3 separate regions of the Mus musculus genome follow, and all the other regions are linked to region 3. A link is a contact called in public Hi-C data. All regions are on one chromosome and are shown on one strand. The core of a region is the stretch at or near the end of the contact, and the rest is flanking DNA. Distances in the headings are between cores, read along the strand shown. Region 1 overlaps Vps13b (vacuolar protein sorting 13B). Region 2 overlaps Vps13b (vacuolar protein sorting 13B). Region 3 overlaps Vps13b (vacuolar protein sorting 13B).

Region 1 (2,700 bases), core at 154-2,653, 240 kb before region 3:
TTGATGAAGACATCCCATTTGGGGATGAGTTTGCCAAAGTCTCTTACTCACTAAACATTGTCTAATTGTGAGGTTTTGTGTTGATTGCTGTCTTCCAGAAGAAGCCTCAGTGGTGAGAGTAAAGGGGTCCTGCAGCTGCAGCAGGGTGCAGGTCCAGGTGTCACATGGGAGGAGTCACCAAAGAATGGAGATGGTCTGGAAAGAAAGGCTGAGAAGGGCAGCAGGGAAGAACTAAGAGACCCTGGGTCTTCACCAAGAGACTAAGTTCCTATAGGAGAGAGGAGGACTAGGAGAAGGAGCTAGTTTGGTTTCTTTATAACCCCAAAAGTTGTGTAAGGAGTAAGTCTTATAGCTGGTTTCTTAGTAACACAACTGGTGTAGACTTTACACAACACCTTATGAGGTATACACCCAAACTGAAAATGAGGCAAGATTCACATGAACACATTAGAAAACTGTTTAACTTCTTGTTTTAACTTCTTATATTTGGTTCAATAAATTTAAATATTGGGTCTAGCCATGTAGTACCCACATAGTGTACTTGCCTGCTATGTGGGTAGCTGTGACTTTGACCACCAAAACTATCACAAAATAAAACATGAGTAAATAACCGACAACAAGAAGAAACAAAACAGACAAACAAAATCTCTTTGAATGAAGAACTTCTTGTCTAGAAATATTCCTTTCTTACATTCTTAAGAACTTGCCATCACAAAGTTAAGAAATGAAAATAAAATCTCAAAATGCTAATGTAATTCTCTCCTACCTTTATTAACTGGTAATTTGGTTTGAAGGCTTTAGTAACAATTCCTCGTTTTCAGGAAGCAGGAGATGGAATGCTCTGTGTACAGCTTGGGCTTACAGCTCACTGGTTTTCCTATCAGCTGGCTGCCTTGCTCACTGGTTTTCCTATCAGCTGGCTACCTTGTACTTTTCTCAGTTGTGTGGAAGAAGTGTTCCCGTTCACCTGCACACTGTTCTAGACAGTAAACTGTCAAGCAGGTCCTTACAGGAGGAACAGGAGTAGAACATACCCTTGTCACTTCTTTTTAAGCTATTTAGTCTACCCACTCCCTTTCATACTGGTCAGCACTAGATTAGGATTGCTTATCCTCTAATTATAGGACATATGTCACTAATACAACTATCATTTTTATAGAAATGTTTATAACTTTAAGTCGTTATAATGAGAAGAAACTTCTAAATCATTTTCTTCTCCTTTTTCATCATGACTTGGAAAATAAAATGAATATAATAAATACAGGAAATTTGTGAAAGAAATTTTATGAGAAAAATAATCATGCCAGACATACTGTTCTTTATGGCTTTGTTAAAAGCAGCTCTGAACTGTCTGGTGCGTATTTGGGCCAGCTACAGTACCCTTACGTCTGTTCTTTTATGACACGAGTAAGGAGGAATTGGAGGCGTTTGAACACTGTCCGTATGAGGCAGGATTTGTGCTCATTAACTGAAGCTCTGTGTCATTTTTTCTTTTGTTCACCTCCTCTCAGTGATTTCTAGTGGTAAATGTTCAAGTGACACAGTTATGAAGAACAGTTCCCATTAAGTGACCGACATCTGCCTCTTGCTGCCAAGGTTCTGGCAAAGAAGAGAAATTAGTGTCGATATCTTTTGCTTCAGCCTTTTACTTTGTTATAAATCACTTATTGTAGACTTTGACTAATGTTTATATTATGGTGTTTCTAATTTTAACTGCCTACCTTTAGCATCCTGTTTTCAGATGTTGGCCTTGAAGGCCACTGTAATCTTGGAGAGCGAGGTATTCCTGATGGGTTCCCAGAACTCTGCTGTAGGGCTTGCTGTATAAGAGATTCTCAGTAGCTGTTAGTACATTTCCTGCGAAATTATATCACTAATTACATATAAAACAATACCAGTAGTTCAAAGTATGAAAATAAAAACAAATGGATCTGAAAAGGGGAATCTTTCCTATTATTCCTTGACACCTATCTTGCACACAGCCTAGTAGAGAATTCACCACTGAGCTCTGTTTGCAGCTGTGCTTGGGAGGTTTGCTTTTCTCATTAATACGTGTACTTGAGTCCCTGGAGAGTTAGGAAGTAGTAAGCATCCAATAACAATGATAAACTATCTGAGGACTATTGTTTTTAAATTTTCTATTAATCCTATTCCCCCTGCCCCATCCCCTCTTTAGGAGATTTTAGTGTGTGGCCATTCCTTGGAAGTGAACATAACCACAAACCTGGACTTCTTCCTAAGTGTGGCTCAGGTTCAACTCTTACATCAGTTAATAGTAGCAAATATGACTGGATTGGAGCCATCAACCAAGGCTACAGAGGTAACTATTACCTGATGTCTATTCTTATTGCGTTTTTACAAACTTTATAAAGGACACTTAACTAAACGCTTTCTGTTAACTAGCCTGCATTAACTTTTTCCAAAATATGTCCATAAACTGTTTTAGATTGATGTCTTATGTTTTTAATTTGTATAGTCTCTTTTCCTCTTATCATGCAACTTCAATAAATCACTGTAGACTGACTTAAGAAAATGTTAGGAATAAGAGTTTGTTTCTAAAGTGAGCTGTGAGAACCCTGGTGTCATTGTCAATTACTTAGTTATTTCCCATGATAGGGCCTTTAACTTTGTTAGCATTCTGTAGTAGCATCCTCAAGGAATAATACCGAAAGCATTCACTGTGTTTGGTGGTCAATGGCC
Region 2 (2,700 bases), core at 147-2,646, 180 kb before region 3:
CAAAATTCATTACTCATAAAGTGATTAAGGGGATGATCCATCTAAAGTGCTTGATGCTCTTTCAGAGGGCCAGGGTTCTGTTTCCAGCACCCACATTAGACAGCTGTAACTACAGCTCTGTGAGGTCCAGTGCCTTCTTTCAGCATCCATAGGCATGCATGCACACAAATAAAGAAGTGAGAGTAGGTGGGTTGGTAAGTTGGGGGAGAGAGGAAGAGATAGGAGTTTTCAGAGGAGAAACCAGGAAAGGGAGATAACATTTGAAATGTAAATAAAGAAAATAAGCTGGGCATCTTTAATCCCAGCACTTGGGAGGCAGAGGCAGGTGGATTTCTGAGTTCGAGGCCAGTCTGGTCTACAGAGTGAGTTCTAGGACAGCCAGAGCTACACAGAGAAACCCTGTCTCTAAAAACCAGAAAAACAAAATAAAACAAAACAACAACAAAAAGAAAATATCTAATAAAAAAATAGAGAGAAAAAAGTAAGTAAGTAAGAAGTAGGTGGGTGGGTGGGTGGATAGAAGTGTTAAGTTTTCATCTCTGATGAGTAGCATTTCAAAGTGCCTATGTACAGTACTCATCATCTGTTCAATGCCATGTCATTCTCAAAGGAGGAAACAACACCAAGATCTGTGGCAAAAAGAAACATGTTTCCTCTTAAGACCTATGTAAAAATTCAACTGTGTTATGATAGAAATAAACCTTCCATCCTCTGGGAGGACAAAGCAGAATAACCAATAAAGCTTTTAAAATGGTATTCAGCGGTTCATGTGAGCTTGGCAAACACATTCTTTATAAGTAACAGATTTCAAAGAACTTTTGGATATTTATTTCTACGTCTCTTTTGAATTGTCTTATGTCATATTTTATGCAATCCAAATATTAACCAAAAATATATTTATCATGACTATTAGCAATTAAAAATAACACCAGTGTTTTTCAAGATGGCTGTCGTCAGCTTCAGTGGAAACATTTCCAGTAAACTAAGGAAATAAGAGTTTCTTTGAAGGAATGCAAAGCCATCTTCCAGCACAGACAAGCCTCCTGTTCAACATTGGGTTCTGATTAACCTGTGGCTGGCTTTTGAGACTTTCATAGATATTAAAAGGAGGTTTTCTGAATTGTTCTCTTTGGATATTTTGGAACGATAGAATAAAGATTTTTCTATTGCAAGTTTTCTCAAAAGGAAAATAAATGTTACAAGTTTGTCCCTCTCTGAAGTGAGTTCTCATCATGAGTAAACATGTGCCTGTGAGCACTTAGTCACCTTTCTCTCATTTCCCACCAATGGCTTCTCATAAAGAACAACTTTCCCTGTTTTCTTAAGCTTAGCAACACGAGTTAAATGCAGTCATGAACTCCAGCAGTTTATCATTTGAGAGCTTCCAGTACTTGATTAACCAAGTGCTCACTACATATGCATCAGCCTGGGGGAGCCTCCACTGTGCAACAGCTGTCTCTGACTGTCACTGTGTTTATATGATCTTTACAAGCTCCTTTAATCTTAGTTCATCGACTGCTTTCCCAGGTATGTGGACCTTGAAGAATGTGTAATGCACATCTCAGTGTCTAGTCCTGATGATAGAACTTAGGAGAAACTAAATTGACAACAGCACTCAGTATGTCTAGACATCCTCTTCATCATGTCGTCCAGTCCTTAGAGCATGATCTGACTTAGAGTTAGACATTGCTCAAGAATTCACAGATACCTTTCTGCTAAGGCTCAGAGAGGACATAGCATGAGTCCTATTCTACACTCAGTAGCCATCAACTCTAAAGTTACATGCTTTTGATATTTATAAGTTCACTTATTCTGCCAACCTTATAAGTCCATGAACACTTTTAAACCTAGTTATACAAATGTTTTGTTAAGAAGTAGCTGCCAAAGTGCTGGCTTCCTAAGCTAGATTTCCTAGATTTTTATAGTTGCTTTAATTTCTAATTCTGGCTCTGCGCTTACTCTGCTTCGTTGGCTTACATCTATCTCCCTGCCTACTTAGGACTCTGAGATTGCTCAGAGCTGGTTTCTTGCCAGGGTTTAAGACGGCTAGACCCGCCACCTTCTGCCCTTAGAGGCACTGCAGTAAACCTTCACAGCCTGGAAAACATGCAGACACATTTTCAGAACTAGCATTCCTTTTCTAATCCTGTTACCTTTTGAACTTCTTTGGTAAAGAATCCAACTTTGTCCACTGTCCTTGAATAACTTATAGTTCCTTGTATCGGCATGTGCTTAAGCTTGTCTCACAATCAATCAATTATCTCCAAATAAATAAATAAATAGATAAAGGGTAAATAGCCAGATGTGCAGTGTTGTGAGTGCTGCTAATCCCAGCATAGGCAGGCTGATCAGGCCAGTCTGCTCTACCTAGTAAGTTCTTGAATAGTTCATGCTACAACCCCATCTGAGGAGAGGAGAGAGAGGGAGCATTATGTATGTGAGAGGGGGATCATATTTTTATTTACTAAACCTATTTCCTGTTTTTCTGATTTATTAACTGAGTAGTGTACTTTGAGGCTTTCTATAGTGGTGTATGGAATATTCTCTGTTGTTTGTAGCAGTGGCAGAGTGTTTTGGGCAGTGTTTATAGTGCTGTCACAAATTATTTTATTTTCCTTGAAGTGGGTATTGGGTTTCCCTGAATTTTTATTGCTTCAGATTATCATGGAGTCACCTTCCTTGAATATTAATCTATGCGTT
Region 3 (2,806 bases), core at 304-2,803:
TCATATGTCTCTGTGTTTATATGTCTGTGTGTGTCTGTGTTCATACATCTGTGTGTGTCTGTGATTCATGTCTGTATGTGTGTCTATGTGTTCAAGTCTGTGTGTTCATCTGTCTGAGTGTGTCTGGGTATCTTATGTGTTCAGACCACAGGTAAAAATGATAGCTTCAGAAGTGGGACCTGCCATTTCTTCTCTATTGGTGTCTTCTGGTTTTGCTGCTGAGATCCATATGTACTTGCTGGAGCAGTTGGGACTGTTGGAGCATGGGAAGTTGTCTTTTTTTAGGAAAACCAAACAGAATCATTGCCTGGGTTCCTTTGTTGACTTTTCTATCAGTCAATGTCCAGATTACCAAAACTTCATAAATCTTCTATAGCAAATAGGGTTTTTCCCTCAGAATACCAAGTGATAGAGTTTACTTTCTCCCTTTATTAAGACTGAAGTCATGACCAGGTGCGGTCACGCTTGCTGAGGAAGATCACAAGTTCAAAGCTGATGTAAGCCTGTATAAGAGAGCAGAGGAGGGCCGGGCGTGGTGACACACGCCTTTAATCTCAGTACTTGGGAGGCAGAGGCAGGCGGATTTCTGAGTTCAAGGCCAGCCTGGTCTACAAAGTGAGTTCCAGGACAGCCAGGACTATACAGAGAAACCCTGTCTTGAAAAAACAAACAAAAAAGAGACCAGAGGAAGAAAAGGGAACAGTGAATTCACAAGTTGTAAAGTGGAAACATTTCTTGACAATCTACCTGGGACTAAGGAGTATAACCTTAAACATAACCTGTAAAATGAGCTCAGAAACATAGGTAGGCTAGGCATGTAGTCAGCGGTCGGACTTTAATCTCTTAAAACTGGATCCATAGAGGACTTCAAAAATCTTTCCCCCAAGTCTTGAGAAATTATTGGCAAGGTGCAAAGGTCTTAGCCACTCAGTGCTGCTGGCATGTCTTCTCATCCCACCTCACAAACCCTGGCTGCCACCTGAAGGGAACCAGCCCATGCTCTTGTGCCCGCAGGTGCCTTGACATCCATCACCAACTTGGCCACCAGCCTGGCCCGGAATATGGGCCGGCTCTCGCTGGACGAGGAGCACTACAACCGGCAGGAGGAGTGGCGGCGGCAGCTCCCTGAGAGCCTAGGTGAAGGACTGCGACAGGGCCTGTCCAGACTGGGCATCAGCCTGCTCGGTAAGAGACTCGATACTCCTGTCTGCATTCAGCTTTGGAAGCTCCAGGGATGGCCACGTGGCTTCTCGTGGGAGTGGTTGTGGAGTTCGCGACCTTTCATAAATAGAACTGAGCTATGAAGGAACAGTCCCTGGCAGTGCATCTGAGGAGCACTAGGGCAGGAGCAGTTCTACAGTGTGGTGCTGCTCCTTAGCAGGGCTACCTCAGGACTGCCTGGGGAGGAGATTACCAGACACAATACCTGTGCTCCATCTTCCCTACTTAACATGGGTCTTGGTATACAATCTCCAAAGCAAAGGACGAGGGCACAGGACACCCCTAAGCACTTTGAGAAGTGAGTTCCCAGCAACCTTGGGAAAGCATCTACTTCCCCTTAGCATGGCTGCTTGCTTTGTTTGAGCAGCACTTGAGCAGTGTGCACGTGCTGTGTAAACTGTAGTCAGGAGCCAGCTTCCTTCCCCCACCCCCTTGGATTTCTTTATTTCAGATCAGCCCATCTCCAAGCAATTATTGTTTGTCAAGCAGCCCGGTGGTATAGTTAGAGGGGAAGATTTCCATGGGTATTGCAAAGGATCAAGTGTTTGAAAATAAGTTGCTTTGGGAAAATCTATAAAAAGAAAACTTCAGAGTTAGAAATTTACAGAGCAGGATTTTTCAAGGGTGTTTTTGTTTATTTGCTTTCAAAGGAATTTAAAACTATACTGCTTGGCACCCTGCCTTTCTAGCATCTGAGGGAGTATGTAGTGTAGAGATCAAAGTGACCGTGGAAGTGTAGAGGCCAGAGTGGAAGAGATGAGCCTGAAAGGTTTCCTCCTCCCTTGTTCTGGTGTCTGTGCAGTGCAGAGCCTCACCAGCACAGAGGAACTTCTCTGTGGGAGGAAGTGGTACAATGTTACAAGTGCAGGTTGACTTGCCAGAGACTAGTTAAGCACTAACAGTTTGTGGTGTGGGGTATGTCATTTGATAATGAGTGGAAAGTGGGGCCAGTAGGTAAACCAGCAGTCCCCTTGCTTGCTTTGGGGAGGACGGTGTGGCAGTGGGTAGACTGTGTCCCTCAGGGCCCTGGACTCCAAGATAGGTTATCCAAGTCCTTTCTTTGTTTGTTTTTTGTTGTTGTTGTTGTTGTTTTTGTTTTTTGAGACAGGGTTTCTCTGTGTAGCCCTGGCTGCCCTGGAACTCACTTTGTAGACCAGGCTGGCCTCGAACTCAGAGATCCACCTGCCTCTGCCTCCCGAGTGCTGGGATTAAAGGTGTGCGCCACCACGCTCGGTGTTTTTCTTTCTTTTTTTTCCCAAGTCCATTCTTTGTGACCTTAGGTAAGTGTTTAACTTCTTTAATCCTGGATTTGTTTATAAACTGGAGCTGATAATACAGTTGTTAGAAACAATGAACAGGTAGGGGCCACAGGGCACACACAGAGTCGAAACTAATTAGTGCTATATTCTGCAATCATAGAGACTAAACATTGTCCTGACTCAAGAGTAGCATTTGAGCAACCACAGGCACATTCTTGGGGAAGTTTAGTCCAATGAAGATACTCTGTCCAGAAGTAGTTATCAATAATAATAAAGTTATCTTGGGGGGCACAAGCTTGTTATTTGGAGACTTTGGATTATTTTAA

Evidence for each region. Hi-C and Micro-C count contacts between places; a contact is called where the count stands out from the background.
Region 1: a Hi-C map of uterus shows a contact between it and region 3. The contact joins two enhancer-like sites. A contact is called at or near these places in 13 of 39 promoter capture datasets (the 3T3-L1 cell line, 3T3-L1-derived adipocytes, the HPC-7 cell line and 8 more), 9 of 484 Hi-C or Micro-C datasets (the HL-1 cell line, embryonic fibroblasts, large pre-B cells and 3 more) and 1 of 115 datasets of contacts at active chromatin or transcription factors (kidney).
Region 2: a contact with region 3 is called in a Hi-C map of uterus. The contact joins two enhancer-like sites. A contact is called at or near these places in 4 of 484 Hi-C or Micro-C datasets (Th1 cells, cranial neural crest and uterus) and 2 of 115 datasets of contacts at active chromatin or transcription factors (embryonic stem cells and fibro-adipogenic progenitors).

The regions. Positions count from the first base shown.
Region 1 is chr15:35,672,633-35,675,332 of GRCm38.p6, forward strand. It overlaps Vps13b (vacuolar protein sorting 13B), which reads left to right. Exons shown (of 62, transcript NM_177151.4): 33 at 2,177-2,320. Among named protein-coding and RNA genes, the nearest start is that of Mir875, 13 kb to the left of the region's middle. Within about 2 kb of position 1,404, at least 2 of the 459 cell types and tissues checked have an H3K27ac peak or open chromatin away from gene starts, as enhancers often do. A contact at or near this core is called in uterus, where this site is marked.
Region 2 is chr15:35,739,740-35,742,439 of GRCm38.p6, forward strand. The region is part of intron 34 of Vps13b (vacuolar protein sorting 13B); the gene reads left to right. Among named protein-coding and RNA genes, the nearest start is that of Mir875, 80 kb to the left of the region's middle. Within about 2 kb of position 1,397, at least 2 of the 459 cell types and tissues checked have an H3K27ac peak or open chromatin away from gene starts, as enhancers often do. A contact at or near this core is called in uterus, where this site is marked.
Region 3 is chr15:35,916,033-35,918,838 of GRCm38.p6, forward strand. It overlaps Vps13b (vacuolar protein sorting 13B), which reads left to right. Exons shown (of 62, transcript NM_177151.4): 58 at 1,015-1,185. Among named protein-coding and RNA genes, the nearest start is that of Cox6c, 21 kb to the right of the region's middle. Within about 2 kb of position 1,554, at least 55 of the 459 cell types and tissues checked have an H3K27ac peak or open chromatin away from gene starts, as enhancers often do. A contact at or near this core is called in uterus, where this site is marked.